4 separate regions of the Mus musculus genome follow, and all the other regions are linked to region 2. A link is a contact called in public capture Hi-C and promoter capture Hi-C data. All regions are on one chromosome and are shown on one strand. The core of a region is the stretch at or near the end of the contact, and the rest is flanking DNA. Distances in the headings are between cores, read along the strand shown. Region 1 has its middle 50 kb from the start of P2ry10. Region 2 holds the start of Itm2a (integral membrane protein 2A). Region 3 holds the start of P2ry10 (purinergic receptor P2Y, G-protein coupled 10). Region 4 holds the start of Lpar4 (lysophosphatidic acid receptor 4).

Region 1 (3,618 bases), core at 197-2,696, 360 kb after region 2:
CTCTCATCTTCCTCTCCTTAATTGTTAGCTGTAATCACGTCTACTATCTTGATTGAAACCTTCAGTGACCCATAAAAATGCACTAGTTCTGTGGTACACTCTTACTGAGATCTCAATGCCTTACTTCTCTGCCCCCAATTTGTACTGTACTTCAAGTAAACTAATCATCTCAATCTCCAAACACAGTAGAATGTCTGATCTCCAAGCCTTTGTATAAATCAATTCATCTCCATAAACTCCAGTTCCACTGCTGCCAGTTAAATTTTTACCCAATTTTCTGTCCAAGTATTGTTCAAAGTTCACGTCTTTCTTACTTTGTTGGAGAAGATCATTATGCTTTTTGAACACCCAGAAAGTGTAGTCATTTACATTATGCTGGGGTTTGTATTTCTGTCTATTTGTCTCATCTAATGTGCCCCTTCAACCTCTGGATAGCAAGTATAAGTCGTGTGTGTGTGTGTGTGTGTGTGTGTGTGTGTGTGTGTGTGTGTTATATGACATATAAATGTGTATGTTATCTATGTATATGTAAAAAGGCTCAGTCACATTGTTGAATTAAACTGAATTGAATAGAATCTCATGGTCATCAAGATTTAAGATACATACACACACACACACGATTTGAACAAGACATCTTAGCAATATAAGTATGTCTTTGCCTCTAATGATATTCTTTACTTTTTAAATTAAATGTCCACCTATGTTGTTACAATAAATCCAATTTAGTGGAAAATTCTGGTGTGAATCAAATACAAATGAAACTATTAAAATGTTTGAGTTCTCAAAATCATCTTTAAAAATTCTATGATTCTTTTCTATTTTTTAGTCAAATTATTTTAAGCCTGTTTTTATATTCTTAAAGCAACTGTCATACCTCTATTCATGAGCGATTTCCTCTATCTGTCAAGAGGAAAGAGCAAGAGATAAATAAGCTGGGCTTCAGTTCCGGCCCTGCTGTAAAATGTAGATAAAAATCCTTGCCTCAGAGGATTTTTGCAAGAACCAAGGGCAAGAATACATGTGAAGTGAATGCTTTTGAAATAGAGAAAAACAAGACACTGCAGTCAGGTATTGTTACATGCTTCACTGATCTTTAATGAAAATATTAGATCAGCACAATGCATTAAAAACATAATTAGATTAAGTCCTATGAAAGTCTTCCTTTTCTTCCTTGGTTGAAGAAAAATGTATAGATCCCAGTACAGTTGATCTGATCAAGTCATCTTAGCAACAATAAAATAAAATAAACAAGAATAAACAATTCAATTGCTAAGTGAATAACCTTCCAAAAATCAGCCTGACTTGTCAAATATAGATTCAGATTTATTCCAAGTGTTTTCCCTTGCTCTTTGCATTTCAGTGTAATGATATTTTAGAGTATACAGAAACAGGAAGCCAGTAATGCTTTTGCTGAAGTCATCCTTGGTCCTTTTCCTTGATCAGATCTCTTGCAGCTGTGTAGTAACTTACAGCAGATTCTCATGGGGGAAAATGTGCATACTGATTCAAGAAGTTACCATAGAATCTGGCAACATCATATTGTTTTTCTCTAATTCAATCATTTACCTCATCACTCTTATGGAAAAGAAGTTTGGTGAACAAAATATAGAACATTTTACATTTATCCAGAATTTTTGAAAGTCACAGAAAGGGTAAGGTTTTGAGGGTATGAAAATGTCATTCAACAGAGAAGCAAGTTTTCTAACCCAGAAATATTTATATGTACCAAAGCTATCACCTAAAAAATAGGACCATGTAGGTTTCAGAATTAGTCACATTGTTAACAAAGAGCCATCACTATTTGATGTCTTCCCAAGTCTTCAACAAACATCTTCCTAGAGAAGTTGGTGTATTTCATGAAGAAAAAAAACTTAAAAACCAGCAAATATCTATTGATAATATTTAATATTCGTGAGGAAGTGGGGGAATTATCTATACTCATTGTTTTGAAGGATAATTAAACAATGTCTAGAAGCATTTTTAAGCCATATAGCCACTAACACAGAAATTCAACTTTTATAAAATCCTCAATCAAGTGTTTATAAACACAGAAATAAGCAAATATTCAATGAAATGATGCCTTGTTATTTTGAACTTAGTCTGAGACAACTGAAGCAATATGAAATCATTATAGTATATAAGTAGTAGAAACCTAATTCATTGAAACCACTTACGAATTCCAGAACATCAAGGATTTTACATACTTTACACCTATTAATACATTCAAATCTAGCCACTATCCAATTATATAGAAACTGGAATTAGGAGGGAAAAAAATTGCTGAGATGTCTCTGCAGTTAAGAACACTGTCTGCTCTTCCAGAAGATTCAGGTTTGATTCCAGGATCCACATGGCAGCTAAAAACCATCTACAACTCCAATTCCAGGGAATACTGTACCCTATTCTGGCCTCCAAGTAACTGAATGAAAATAATACCCAGATATGCATGCAGGCAAAACACTCACGCACATAAAAAAATTTAAATGAGAATAAATCTCAAAAAAGAAAAAAATACTTCCTCTTTTGTTGGGGTGATACAAAAAAACAGATAACCAGAATTCTAGTTTATCCAATAAAACACTGAAAGTTTCGTGAAAGATCTAGCTCCCTTCTTACTCCATCCTACATATCCCTTTTATTACTATGTGATATGGTCCTATTTGAGTACTTCAAATATGATCAAATATGCTTAGGAAACTGGTCATGCCAAAACCCTAAAATTGTTATAACAATAAAGATTCATTATAAACTAAGTGCTCTTGCATTTATATCTCCAAAAAGTATAGTTTTCTAATCCCAAATTGGTATTCTATAAAAGCCCACTGAATGCATCTTCATTGTCTCAGACACACTCAAATGCTATATATGTCTGAAAAAGAACTTAACAGTTTTCCCTCAAACATTTTTCTTTTGTACTAAAAGAACGTTGACTCTCAAGTATCTTCTATCATTCTGTCTCTCTCTCTCTCTCTCTCTCTCTCTCTCTCTCTCTCTCTCTCTCTCTCTCTCTCTCTCTCTCTCTCTCTCTCCCCCTATCTTTTTGAAACAGGATCTCTCACTGAAGTAGTTCACCATTTTAACTAGGTTGTCCTATCAAAAAACTATTGGGTTTAGATCAGCCTCCCTCATCCTCCAGTGTTGGGGTTGCAGGGACAAGCAACTGTGTGTGGCTTTTTACATAGTTGCTAGGATTTCAACCACAGGTTCTCCTGGTTTTAGAGCAAGCACTTTTACCCACTGAGTCATCTCCTAGGCCATTCATTATTTGATCTCTGAATATTCTTTTTACTATATTGAGTATTCCTTGTGCCCATTAAAGTTTATCTATTTGGGGTCATCATCATTCAGCTTATATAATAACATTTTTTCTACCATTAGAGGTAATGTAAGCAATCCAAATAATTCAAGTGATAATGGAGTCATTACTTGTGTTTCTCACATTCCAGTGGTTACCATTTGTGTATAAATTAAGACTCTATTTATTAGCATGGTTTGAAATGTTATATGGAACCTAGACCCAAGTTACCTGTCCAGTTTTAACTTCTGTATTGAAGTTTCTTCTCCAGGTACAATGAGGATTTACATTCTAGTACTTACGGTTGTATTAGATGGACTGTG
Region 2 (3,458 bases), core at 948-3,447:
TTGGGAGGTATGACTGGCATTCTGAAAAGGAGCATAGTACTAATAATTAAAAGATGGCAGTTAAACCATTCAAAAGAAGTTATATATAAATAAAAGTGACTATGCTTAGGAGTTTAACTTTGTCCAGGAAGACCTATATCTAGACACTGAGGTTGTTTAAAAGTTATAGAAACAGAAAGATTTTTAAGAACTCATACATAAACAGGCTCTATAAGCTTGAAATATGTATATGCTACAGATTCAAATTAAGTCCTAGGGTAACCAACCATGTCATTTTCTTTTACTTTTCTGAATAATACAATGTGGACTTCTTCCTGCATTCTCATACATGATCTCCCAACAGCACAATTCAGAGGAGGAAAAATGGTGCCTAAGGAGATCAGGTAGTTTACCTAATGCTACATACCAAGCAAGTGACCAAACGTTCTCTTTGGTAGTTATCAGAGTTTGGGTCTCTTCTTTGAACAAATGGAAAAAAAAATTCCTGCTCCTCCTGCCTTACCGCATTTCAGGACAGAAAATAGCATCTTGTTATCTGATCAGCTGCTTGCATTTAGTAGGTAAGTGTGTGGAAATAGGTATGCATTCAGTGATGCAGGTGGTGTGGGTCAGTGTAGTACAGATCCTAACTAAGTGGTCATAAAGGTGAATCCCAACAGAGGGCAACTGAAAAGAGAAACATACCGGGAAAACTGAGGTTTTCTATGCCAAAACTAAGGATTGCCTGACAAATGTTGAATTATGATAGTCAGACTTAGGTAAAAAGTGAAAGAGCAAAAGATGCCAGTATTTCTAAGTAAACTCTGACATCCTGCTTCTAAGGTCCTGACCCTGTGCAAGGCACAAGCTCCTTACTGTTCCTCTCCATCCACCTTCCCATCTGTGACCTATCAGAGAATATGAACTCTGTCTTTGCAAAGCCCCCACAGTCAAGACAGGAGAGGGCTTTAGAGGCAAAACAATCTCCATGGGAAAAACTCCAAGTTAGAATTTCTTGGACAGAAGGGAAGCAACTCAGCATATTCAAGTCTGTTCAGTTAAGTTGATGAGTAGGTGGGGAATTCTCTAGTAAAACGGTGTTTTGTTTTGTTTTGTTGGGGCTTTGTTTTGTATTGCTCCCTTCATACAACAGACCTCTATTCTGTTTTATGTAGCAAGACTATTTATAAACTCTCTACCACCAACTCTAAATCACCAGCCACCACAGCTTGAATTTCATTAGTTAGGCTCTTTATGTCACCAGTTTAAGAGAGCTGACTGAAGAAACACTTTAACTCTACTAGACGGATATCCATGTAAATCTTCACAATGCTTTGTAAGCCAGTCCGTCAGATAGTTTTCCTATGAGAGCCACACCAGCATCTGGTTATATTGTGTATGCCCTACATCCCTGAACACATAGGTACACACACCCCTGCTTCCCCCTACCCACCCCCCGCTGGTTACACAGCTGGTGGCTGAAGAGAAACAGGCTCTGGGCTGAGACCTTACTCTGGCTATCCCGATCAGGGAGAAAGAAATCTGGGTTATTTCACTGATTCATTAGGAAAGAGCTTTCTACCCTCCCTTCTCTGGATCTTATCATGTCCTGTCTGCAAAATGAGGAGTTAGGGAGACAAAAGCCCCGTCTTCCTCATCTAACATTGCTTTAAGTTGGAAAAATAAAATTATAAAAGAAAACAAAAAGCATGAAAGGAAAAACAATGTTGGACTATGAAACAAGCAACTACAAACTGACTTCTGGGTGTTCTTTAAACGGAAGATAGTCTAAAGGTGTAGAACAGTCAGGGAACTGTGCTTTCTGGCCTGGGTGGGTTGCAGAACTCAGAAACCTTGGGTTGGCTCCAAGTTACAGTCCCTGGCCCCGCGGGGGGCCAGGCCCAAGTTTGGGAAAACAGAGTCAGGGGCTATTGTGGTCCAGACAGAAGCAGAAAGACACGACAGGCAAGCTTCCTTCCTGCCTTGCTCTTATCTGAGGGTGCAGAAGGCAGTAGGAGCATGCCTGGGGTGCAGGTGAGGCATGTCTACCCTAAGCCGGCCATCAGCTCCAGTTCCCCTCTCTTTCCAACTAAGCAGCTACCCACCCCCACTCGGTTGCACTGCAGAGCTCGGGCCCCCTCCCGCTCCTCCCTCAGCACCTCCCTGGCCCCGCCCACCCTCTCCCACCCAGCCTGGGACTGCGTCATAAGTAAGCCCAGACCTGAGCTCGCTGCTGCCTGTGGAAGACTGGGAGAGGAGACACTAAGTGCTGCTCAAGCAAGCGCGATCCTCTCCTCTTTCAACCTGCAGCCCAAGATACTGATTCGAGCCGCGCCTTACCGCGCAGCCCGAAGATTCACCATGGTGAAGATCGCCTTCAACACCCCTACGGCGGTGCAAAAGGAGGAGGCGCGGCAAGATGTAGAGGCGCTCGTCAGTCGCACTGTCCGAGCTCAAATCCTGACTGGCAAGGTAGTTCCCACTGGGCCCACCTCTGTCTTCTGGGGTTTGGGGATGGAGAGAAAAGGGGGAATATGCAGGTGCAGAGAGTAAACTGTTGGCTGCCCTGCAGCGGAGTTCCAGGCAGGCCAATCTGCATTGAGTTGAGTGGGTCACCTTTTACTCTGCTTCAACTTATTCCCTCTGCATCCATGCGATTCTATCGCTTAACACCACCTACCCCAGGGAAGTTGTTGGAAGGAGTTTGAAGAAATTCCTGCATGTCATTTGTTCTGAGAAATGGGTTATGGAATTATCCAGAGAAGCAATTATAGCTACAGGGGCCGAGCAGCCACACGGAGTGAACAAGGGCAAGAGACTTAACTGTTCTTTATTTTTGACATGGGTAAAGTTATATGAATCTCTGTCTTTGTAGGACTGCTTTTGTGGCGGTTGAATGGAGGCAAGGGGCAGCCTGAACTCCAAACTGTATGTTCTGGGGAAAGTGTGTTTCTGCACGCGCATGAGCGCGCGCGCGCGCGCGTGTGTGTCTGTGCACGCGCGCGCGCACACCACCCCCCCACACACACAATTTTAGTTAGTGTTAAGGGTTAGATAATGGAGCTATTAAAACATATATTGGTTTTAATTCTTGATAAATCACGTTTAAAAATAAAATTTGAGATCTTATTGTTTTGGTTGTTATTATTTTTTACTTTTTATTATTTTTTTAGCAATATCCCTCATATAGCCATGTGAAGCATATCCATGTTGCTATTTAAACAATTCATTTTCCAGGCACTGGAGAAGTTCTCTCTTCCTAGGTTGTTCATCTAGACAAATTTATATTTCCTTTTAATGCCAACCATGTTTGTAGTGTCGATAAACTCTTTTTCCTCAGTTAAATCTTAGTTTGAAAAAGTGATAATATTTTCTTCTACTTCTGTGGAATCTGCAGTACTGGAGCTCGATCTGCCTTAACTTGTCCTGGTGTCTTTAGAGAGTTTTCTCTTCTAGGTTCAGACTGGATATTTGAAAAG
Region 3 (3,435 bases), core at 424-2,923, 310 kb after region 2:
TCTTGAAAGAACTAATGTCTTTCAAATCCTGATATGAACTTCAAGTAAAATTTTGGGATAATTTAATTAAAGTACACTGTAGAACTCCCCACCCAACCATTGCCCTGATTGTGGAAAATTGTCCATACTGTAGTTTCACAGCAAACATATCTGTGTTCTTTGTTAGAACCATGGCAAGAGCATCATAGAACCCCAAGTTATTTATCTCAAACACAGCCACCAAGTACCACCCCAAAACTTCCCCCAAAACTGTGCTTATTCACTTGGAGTTCTTTGTTCTTTCACTACTTGGATTTAATAGTCCATACAGTTCAAACCGAACAACTTTTTCAATTAGGCCCTAAAAAGAACTGTGTTTGACCAAAGAAGCAATTGGATTCAGCAAAAAACATTATAAAAAGCAACTGTCCTAAATTTATGGCCTAGATAATCCGTATAGTTTAGACAATTAGAAACCCTAAGTATATTTGCATAACGCCTACCCATGTACCCTGTATTTTAGTTTTGCATAAATTCTCTAATTAGTAACTATAACAATGACTCCCTGCATTTATTTAAACAAGCAAAACAAAAATATCCCCACTTGAAGAATTCTAAAAATCGAGACTCTCTTCTCTTGAGAAGCTGAGCAAAGTCGGCATCATTGTATGTAGACTAATTCTGGGATTATCCAAGCACACAGTCTGCCATGAAGAAATCCCTAGAGAAGCTGGTTTTTGACTCACTACTGCTAGCTCCACTCTAAAGTGCATTCACTGAAAAGATAAGTGTCTCACATTTGAACTCTGCTATCTCTAAGCATTGAAGTTAGAACAACAATGAATCAAGGAATACCTCTGAACAAACTTTGACAATCAAACGGGTCATAGGTAGTTTTATACTACTGAAAGACACAGTCTTCTGTAAGGAAAAATGAACATGTGTTTTAAGACACAGTTCATAGCTGTAATTCTGCCACTAATTACCTGAATGTTCTTAAGTGGCTTCATCTCACTGTCTCAGATAATTTGACTGTATCATAAGGAATTTTTATCTGTATAGACCTTTTAGCTCCAAAATAAATCATCAGACTGTCTTCCTTCATGCTAGAGAAAAAAAAAAATACTATTTGTCCCAGTATCTCTGTAAGCTAAGATTACCATTAAGAGCTCAAACCTAGATTATTTTTTGTATGTAACTAGATAAATTACACACAGCACAAGTTCAAATCCTCTTTTATTGACTAAGTATGTCAAATTGTTCCAAATGAGACTAAATGCAACACTGTACTTACCTTTTGTGGCATCCACTACTCCTTGTCAACTGTATAGAAAGCCCCTTTAGCAAGCAGTGAGTTGCATCACATCCTTCATACTGCTATTGTAACAGTGGAAGCTGATCACATTATACTTCACTTTGAACTCTGGCTAGACTGAAAGACAATCACATTTCTTCCCTCTGTAACAATCCTGAGATGGGAAACCAAAGACCATTTTATTCAAAACACGGCCTTCACATCTGCCCCAGTCCAGATCTTTCTTTCTCCACCAATCCTCCCAAACAGAACCACAAAGTTACAGGTGCTGGGCTAGAACTTACCCTGATGCTGAGCTGGGATAGAGTCTTGTATATTTGCAAAGAGATGAGAGTAAAAAGGTACAACTCTGGGCAGCAAGCACATATCCTGCTGATAACTGAAAGAAAAATAATGTTGAAAGAGGAAGTAGAGCACATTAATGTCTCACCACAGAAACCTTGCTTGCACAGAACGTAGGTAAGTCCCTTGAGCAGATGACGTTAATCAAGTGTGATTTCTTCTTTATTTCGTTTGTGCTGTACAAACAGCTAATACGTCCTTGTCTTCTTAACTGTTACCTACCTTATTTCCTTCTACCACAACTCGAATGTTTTTCTTACTAAATCCAGTAGGTTTGGGGCCAAGATAAGACTTCTAAGCCAAATATAAAGAAAATTTACCTAAGACCTGGGAAGCTGCTGCTCTTTGAATTTTGGGAGGCAAACTTCAAAATACATATCAAAACTAACAATGGGACTCTCTCAGTTTAAACTTTCCACTCAATCTAGATCATCCTCATCTCTATCAGTCCATTTCTAGATTCACATTTTAATGTGTACTTAACTTGTTTTGTTTATTTATTGTGCCTTTGCTATACTGAAAACTACATCATACTGAGAGCAAAGGCTATGTCTAGATTATTTTTGTACTGTACATAAAGTATTTTCACAAATGTTTAAGTGAAAAGTGTGCAAGTGGGTGAATAAATGAATTCTCAAGGAATGTACATGTAAGTAAAAGAAAAGTGTGATTGATCACAGATCTGCCTCTAGTGTAATAGGAGTCTTCACAATGATTCTTCACAATGTCTATGGAATTGTCAGAAATACGCAAGTAAATACTACACACATAGAAACAACACTTTCAGCTAAGTTTCAGAAAAAAATCTCAGAAACAAGGCTTACTTACAAAGTAGTACAAACCTCTACAGGCATGTGAAAGAACCACACTTAGACTTTGCAGCCTGCAGCTGCAACAAACTTTCTGGGTAATAACCATAGTAAGGAAGAAAAACATAAATACTTGTGGGTTAGGTCAAAGAGTAGCATTTTGATTCACAGATAAGACTGGTGAAAGAAGGAAATAGTAGACCACGTTTTTGTAGGAGGGCAACCTGGAACTGCAACAGCTCATTTTGCAACGAATGCATCTTAGAAAAGCAGAACCGTTAGAGATCTAGGTGGAGCTAGGCCCAGCACTCAGGGATGTCCAATAAAAAGTCACAGGGGCGTTGAGGGATGGAAAAGAAATGATTTTAGCATTAGAAACTAAGAGTCTGGGCTGATTGATGATAGGACCATGACTTGTGAGGATTGGCAACAAAATAGGGTATTCTTCCTGGCTGAACTATGTAATGAAACAAGCTTGACCTTGCAGTCCTCTTCTTAATTCGGATTGCATAGATTTATCCAGCTCCAATCTGTTGTTAATTTCGTTTTTTGATTTGGCATCCTTACTGAAAAGAGACTAAGCTGACAGGCCAACACACATCTCAGTCCATTTGGCAGTTCTTTTCTGTACTATAAATTATTAAATTGGCGTCCTGTTGCAAATCTGTCCCTTGCGAGTATGAGCATTGTGAGCCAGTTTTCTAAGGTATTATCCTTCTCTGAAAAATACATATGTACTTCAAGATCTGCTGAACTTTGAGGCCAAAGCCTGGGATAGAAGGAGAAAGAAATCCTTTCCTGACAAGTGACCAGTGTCACCACATACCACATTCATTTCGCAGACAATTTCTTAATGTTGCTAGAAGAAAAGCGTGGTTACTTACCCCACCTCTCTCTTGTATTCAAGTAGCCTTGCCTATCATCATCTCTAACAAGGAAAGGAACAGATGAGAAGTTAGTGACCCAGATCAGGCAAGGAAAAAAAATTAA
Region 4 (3,540 bases), core at 25-2,524, 480 kb after region 2:
GCTCTGAAAAAATAAACATGTGAAAAAGCCACTGGATAACTTTGATTATAAGTTACTATTGAAGCTTTTATGCTAGTCAAGGAAAAGAAAGATGCATTATTTGGTAAAGCAGCAAAGTGAATAACATTATCAAGCTTTTTGACATACTCAAATTTTTTCAATTTCTCTGGTCTTCTCCCCCCACAAAAATCATGATAAATTACAATGCTGTATTTGCTTCCCAAACAGAAATTACCTAGCATACAATACTAATTAATTCAACAAGTCTTTTTCACTAAAAATATTTAAAATATTTATAATATGCAAGAGAATTTTAGACATGTCACATTGTGTTGCATTTACATGGCAAATAGCAAGTAATTTCACAAGTAATAGAAAATTCTATTTATGCTAGAATTCAGTTTTCATTCAAACATGATTCCTCCTTTATGGGCAGTTCATGAATTATTCAATATAGCAAATGTCACATTCTCCATAAATCAATTAAGCATCAAAGGCATGTAGTGTATAGTTTTACTAGAAGAAACCTCATCATAATAAAAGCCACGTTAGCTCACAATCTTTTGTAAACCAAAGAAATATAATGCTAGCCAAAAGACTTTCTAACTTATTCTACCCTGTGATTTTGAATCAGCTCTTTAGGACTGTGTTTACATGAAACAACAGCCTGAAAATCCTGTCTCTCTCCCACTGAAACAGTATTTACTGCCAAAACAATAGAAATTCTTGTGTTTTTTTTTTTTTTTTTTTTTTTTTTACCATTCAACACGATGATCCTTGTTCAGTACTTCAGAGCTGAAGTCTAACTTCTTTCCCCAAACACTCAAAGCATCAGCGTTTCGATTGAAGTTTCTTACACCATCCCCCACCCCCAAACGCCAAAATCAAATCTTTCTCAAAGAGACTTACCCCAAGAAAGAGTGTGCTAGATGAGAGAATGTGCTCATGCCTGTAGATAGTTAGCTAATAAACGTGTAAACTGGCAACTCGCACTTCGGAAGCGCATATTTTTATCCATAAAAAACAAAAACAAAACAAAACAAAAAACAAAAAACAGGGAAAGGTTAGCCCAGCCCAAAAAGAGCAGACTCTGGGCTGCCGCAGCTCCTTACTGCAAACCGCTCATTCTGAAAATGTGAGCTTATTTACATTTATCGCTTTCCCTTTGTTAAGGACTAGCCCTCTTTAATGCTGGAGCCCGCATGCCTTTAACAAACAGGACACAAGAAAAGGCCCAAAGTCTTGCTGGAGCCGAGGGCCGCCGGGGGAACTCTTGGGGGTCTCAATAGGAAATGCTTTTCATTGGATAAGGAGGCATTATTAGGAGCCGTGATCCCGCCCAATCCCCTGTGCTTCATAGTTCCCTTAGTCACCACCAATCGCTGGACTGAAGAAGTTTTTCCTTAAAGAGCATTGCCCAGGAAAAGCAGTTTCACAGTCAAGAATTAGTGGCTTAAGTGCCACTTGACAATATAAAAAGTGTCTTTCCTGACCAATTAATTCACAGAGAAAGCTTGTCTGCCTGTCTTTGCAGCAGGACCGCTACCCTCTTACAATTCTAATGAGAAGGAGGAGGAGACAAAACTCCAAACTGGGAGGAGCAGCCCTGTTTGCTCCTAAGTTTTTTTTTTTAAAACAATCACAAAAACTATTAGTAAGAATTAAGGAGAGGGCAGGGGGAAAGGCAAAAAAAAAAAAAAAAAAAAAAAAAACAACTGGAAATGCATGGTTATCACAGTTTGCATAATTGAATTTCTGTCACTCTCCAAAACAAAATTCAATTCAATACCATAGTCACTTACTTAAGCCAGAAAAAAAAAAATGCCTTCAGACTGTCCTAGTGAAGTTGCCCAGAGCTATAACACTCGCCTTACATGATCCACGCAAAGCTCAGTAGCAGAAGGAAAGCCATTTCTCTTAAATAACTGCATGGCAGGAAGTGTAATTGCCATGAAATTTTCGGAGGTTTACTAAAAGTAAATAGTTCAGATGCAATTTGTTCATAGAGAGCTGTTACCTTCTACTCTACCCCACGTTTGCCCTAGACAAGCTCTGAACCTTATAGGTAGACTGGACTGCCTTGGTCAACCACACTGCTTCCCCCTTGGCCTCCAGTTTTCTTTCTTCTCCTCCCTCTCCCTGGTCTGAGTTTGTTGTGGAAACTTCCCTTTTGTAACAGCCATTGCTAGCCTTTCCCTACTACCAGAAACTCCTCCCCTTGCCCATCCCTTTCTCCTCTACCTCCAAACACTGCCAATACCACCACCAACAGCAACGTCCTGCCCCTTCTTAGGAATGAAACCCCTTGGCAGGGATTCGTTGCTTCCCTTTTTCTGGGCAGAACCATGGCCCCCAGATGAATGGGAGAACCTCCATCTGCTGCTTCATAACTTCAATCTACATAGTTAAGCTACATCCCAAATAAAATGTGTACCATGCTTATCTTCACGTTCCCTTCAGACCTGTTTTGGAGCTTCCCTTACTAACCATCTGTAACAGGTCATTGTGAAGTTGACACTAGCCTTACTGACTCTGGAAAAAAATCTCTTTTCTACAGCTTCCTCTTCCACATCCCTGTTTTCTGTTTCTTGCTGGCTGCCTCAGGTTAACTTATTTCTATATCTTCACTGGTTGTCTTCCTTCTCATTTACTTTGGGCCTAGAGCAGCTTGTGATAGGCTAAAAAAAAAGTTAAAGATGAAATCACTCTTCTGCAGAACTTCATACTCTACTTGAAGGCAAAAAGACATACAGAGTAGTGAGATACCAAAGTGATTTCAAAAACAAAAACTATTAAAGTAGTTACAAGAAGTGTGAGTTCTGCCATAGTTCAGGGAATGAAAATAAAGCACCCGAGTGAGTGCCAAAAGTACTTCCTAGATAATGTGAGGTTTGAATCGAGTTTTAGGGTCACCCAGAGCTTAAGTAACACAAACATGAAAAGGGGCAACTTTCCAGGCTCTTTGTGAGAAATGGTTAAATGGAGAAAATGAGGAGTGACCAGAGATAAGGAGCTTGGTTGTAAAAAGAAAAGAAAGGTAAGGAGAAGAACCTTTCCGGAAACAAGCTTTTGAAGCACTAGGTGCAATAGCGCCTTTATCTCTAGTAATAATGCTCACTGTCTCTCAGGAAGTCAAGCTCACTACCATTCCTCTCTTGGGATAAATTTTCCTCAGTCATCCATTTAATCTCTCTCCTTCTCCCTGTGGGGTGTCAATATCTTTCTGATGTATCTCCCAAATAATTTCTTATATGATATTTAAGGTATCACGCGCCCTCAGAGTATCACTCCTTCTCTGGCTAAACTTTGCTTTCAAAGAATCACTTCTATCTCCTAGAGTCATTTCTGATTTCTCTCACTACGCACATTTCCATCTCTCCTCTCTGACCAGAACACTCTCCTCATCCATAATAGTTCCTTCCCAACTGTAATTCTTACTCTTTCAGATACTTTTCGAGTAACCATGACTTTGTGGAACTCTCCCTTGATCCCTAGTTTAGGTCCAATATTAAATTATATGCATTATAATATTACAGACTT

Evidence for each region. Promoter capture Hi-C pulls out the DNA fragments that hold promoters and counts their contacts. Capture Hi-C pulls out chosen DNA fragments and counts their contacts.
Region 1: a contact with region 2 is called in a promoter capture Hi-C map of the HPC-7 cell line, with 2.4 times the contacts expected there. The contact joins the enhancer-like site here to the promoter of Itm2a in region 2. A contact is called at or near these places in 5 of 39 promoter capture datasets (the C10 cell line, the HPC-7 cell line, liver and 2 more).
Region 3: a contact with region 2 is called in a promoter capture Hi-C map of liver. The contact joins the promoter of P2ry10 here to the promoter of Itm2a in region 2. A contact is called at or near these places in 6 of 39 promoter capture datasets (cranial neural crest, embryonic stem cells, hippocampal neurons and 3 more), 1 of 115 datasets of contacts at active chromatin or transcription factors (memory CD8 T cells) and 3 of 9 other capture datasets (adipose tissue, liver and macrophages).
Region 4: a contact with region 2 is called in a capture Hi-C map of macrophages, with 5 times the contacts expected there. The contact joins the promoter of Lpar4 here to the promoter of Itm2a in region 2. A contact is called at or near these places in 9 of 39 promoter capture datasets (the C10 cell line, the HPC-7 cell line, cranial neural crest and 5 more), 1 of 484 Hi-C or Micro-C datasets (myocytes), 3 of 115 datasets of contacts at active chromatin or transcription factors (craniofacial prominence, embryonic stem cells and stem cell-derived neural progenitor cells) and 3 of 9 other capture datasets (adipose tissue, liver and macrophages).

Annotation. Positions count from the first base shown.
Region 1 is chrX:107,037,154-107,040,771 of GRCm38.p6, reverse strand. No RefSeq gene overlaps it. Among named protein-coding and RNA genes, the nearest start is that of P2ry10, 50 kb to the left of the region's middle. Within about 2 kb of position 1,446, at least 5 of the 459 cell types and tissues checked have an H3K27ac peak or open chromatin away from gene starts, as enhancers often do. A contact at or near this core is called in the HPC-7 cell line, where this site is marked.
Region 2 is chrX:107,402,099-107,405,556 of GRCm38.p6, reverse strand. It overlaps Itm2a (integral membrane protein 2A), which reads left to right and starts at 2,197. Exons shown (of 6, transcript NM_008409.2): 1 at 2,197-2,451. The coding sequence starts at 2,341.
Region 3 is chrX:107,087,571-107,091,005 of GRCm38.p6, reverse strand. It overlaps P2ry10 (purinergic receptor P2Y, G-protein coupled 10), which reads right to left and starts at 1,673. Exons shown (of 3, transcript NM_172435.4): 1 at 1,579-1,673; 2 at 1,274-1,448.
Region 4 is chrX:106,918,359-106,921,898 of GRCm38.p6, reverse strand. It overlaps Lpar4 (lysophosphatidic acid receptor 4), which reads right to left and starts at 1,274. Exons shown (of 3, transcript NM_175271.4): 1 at 910-1,274.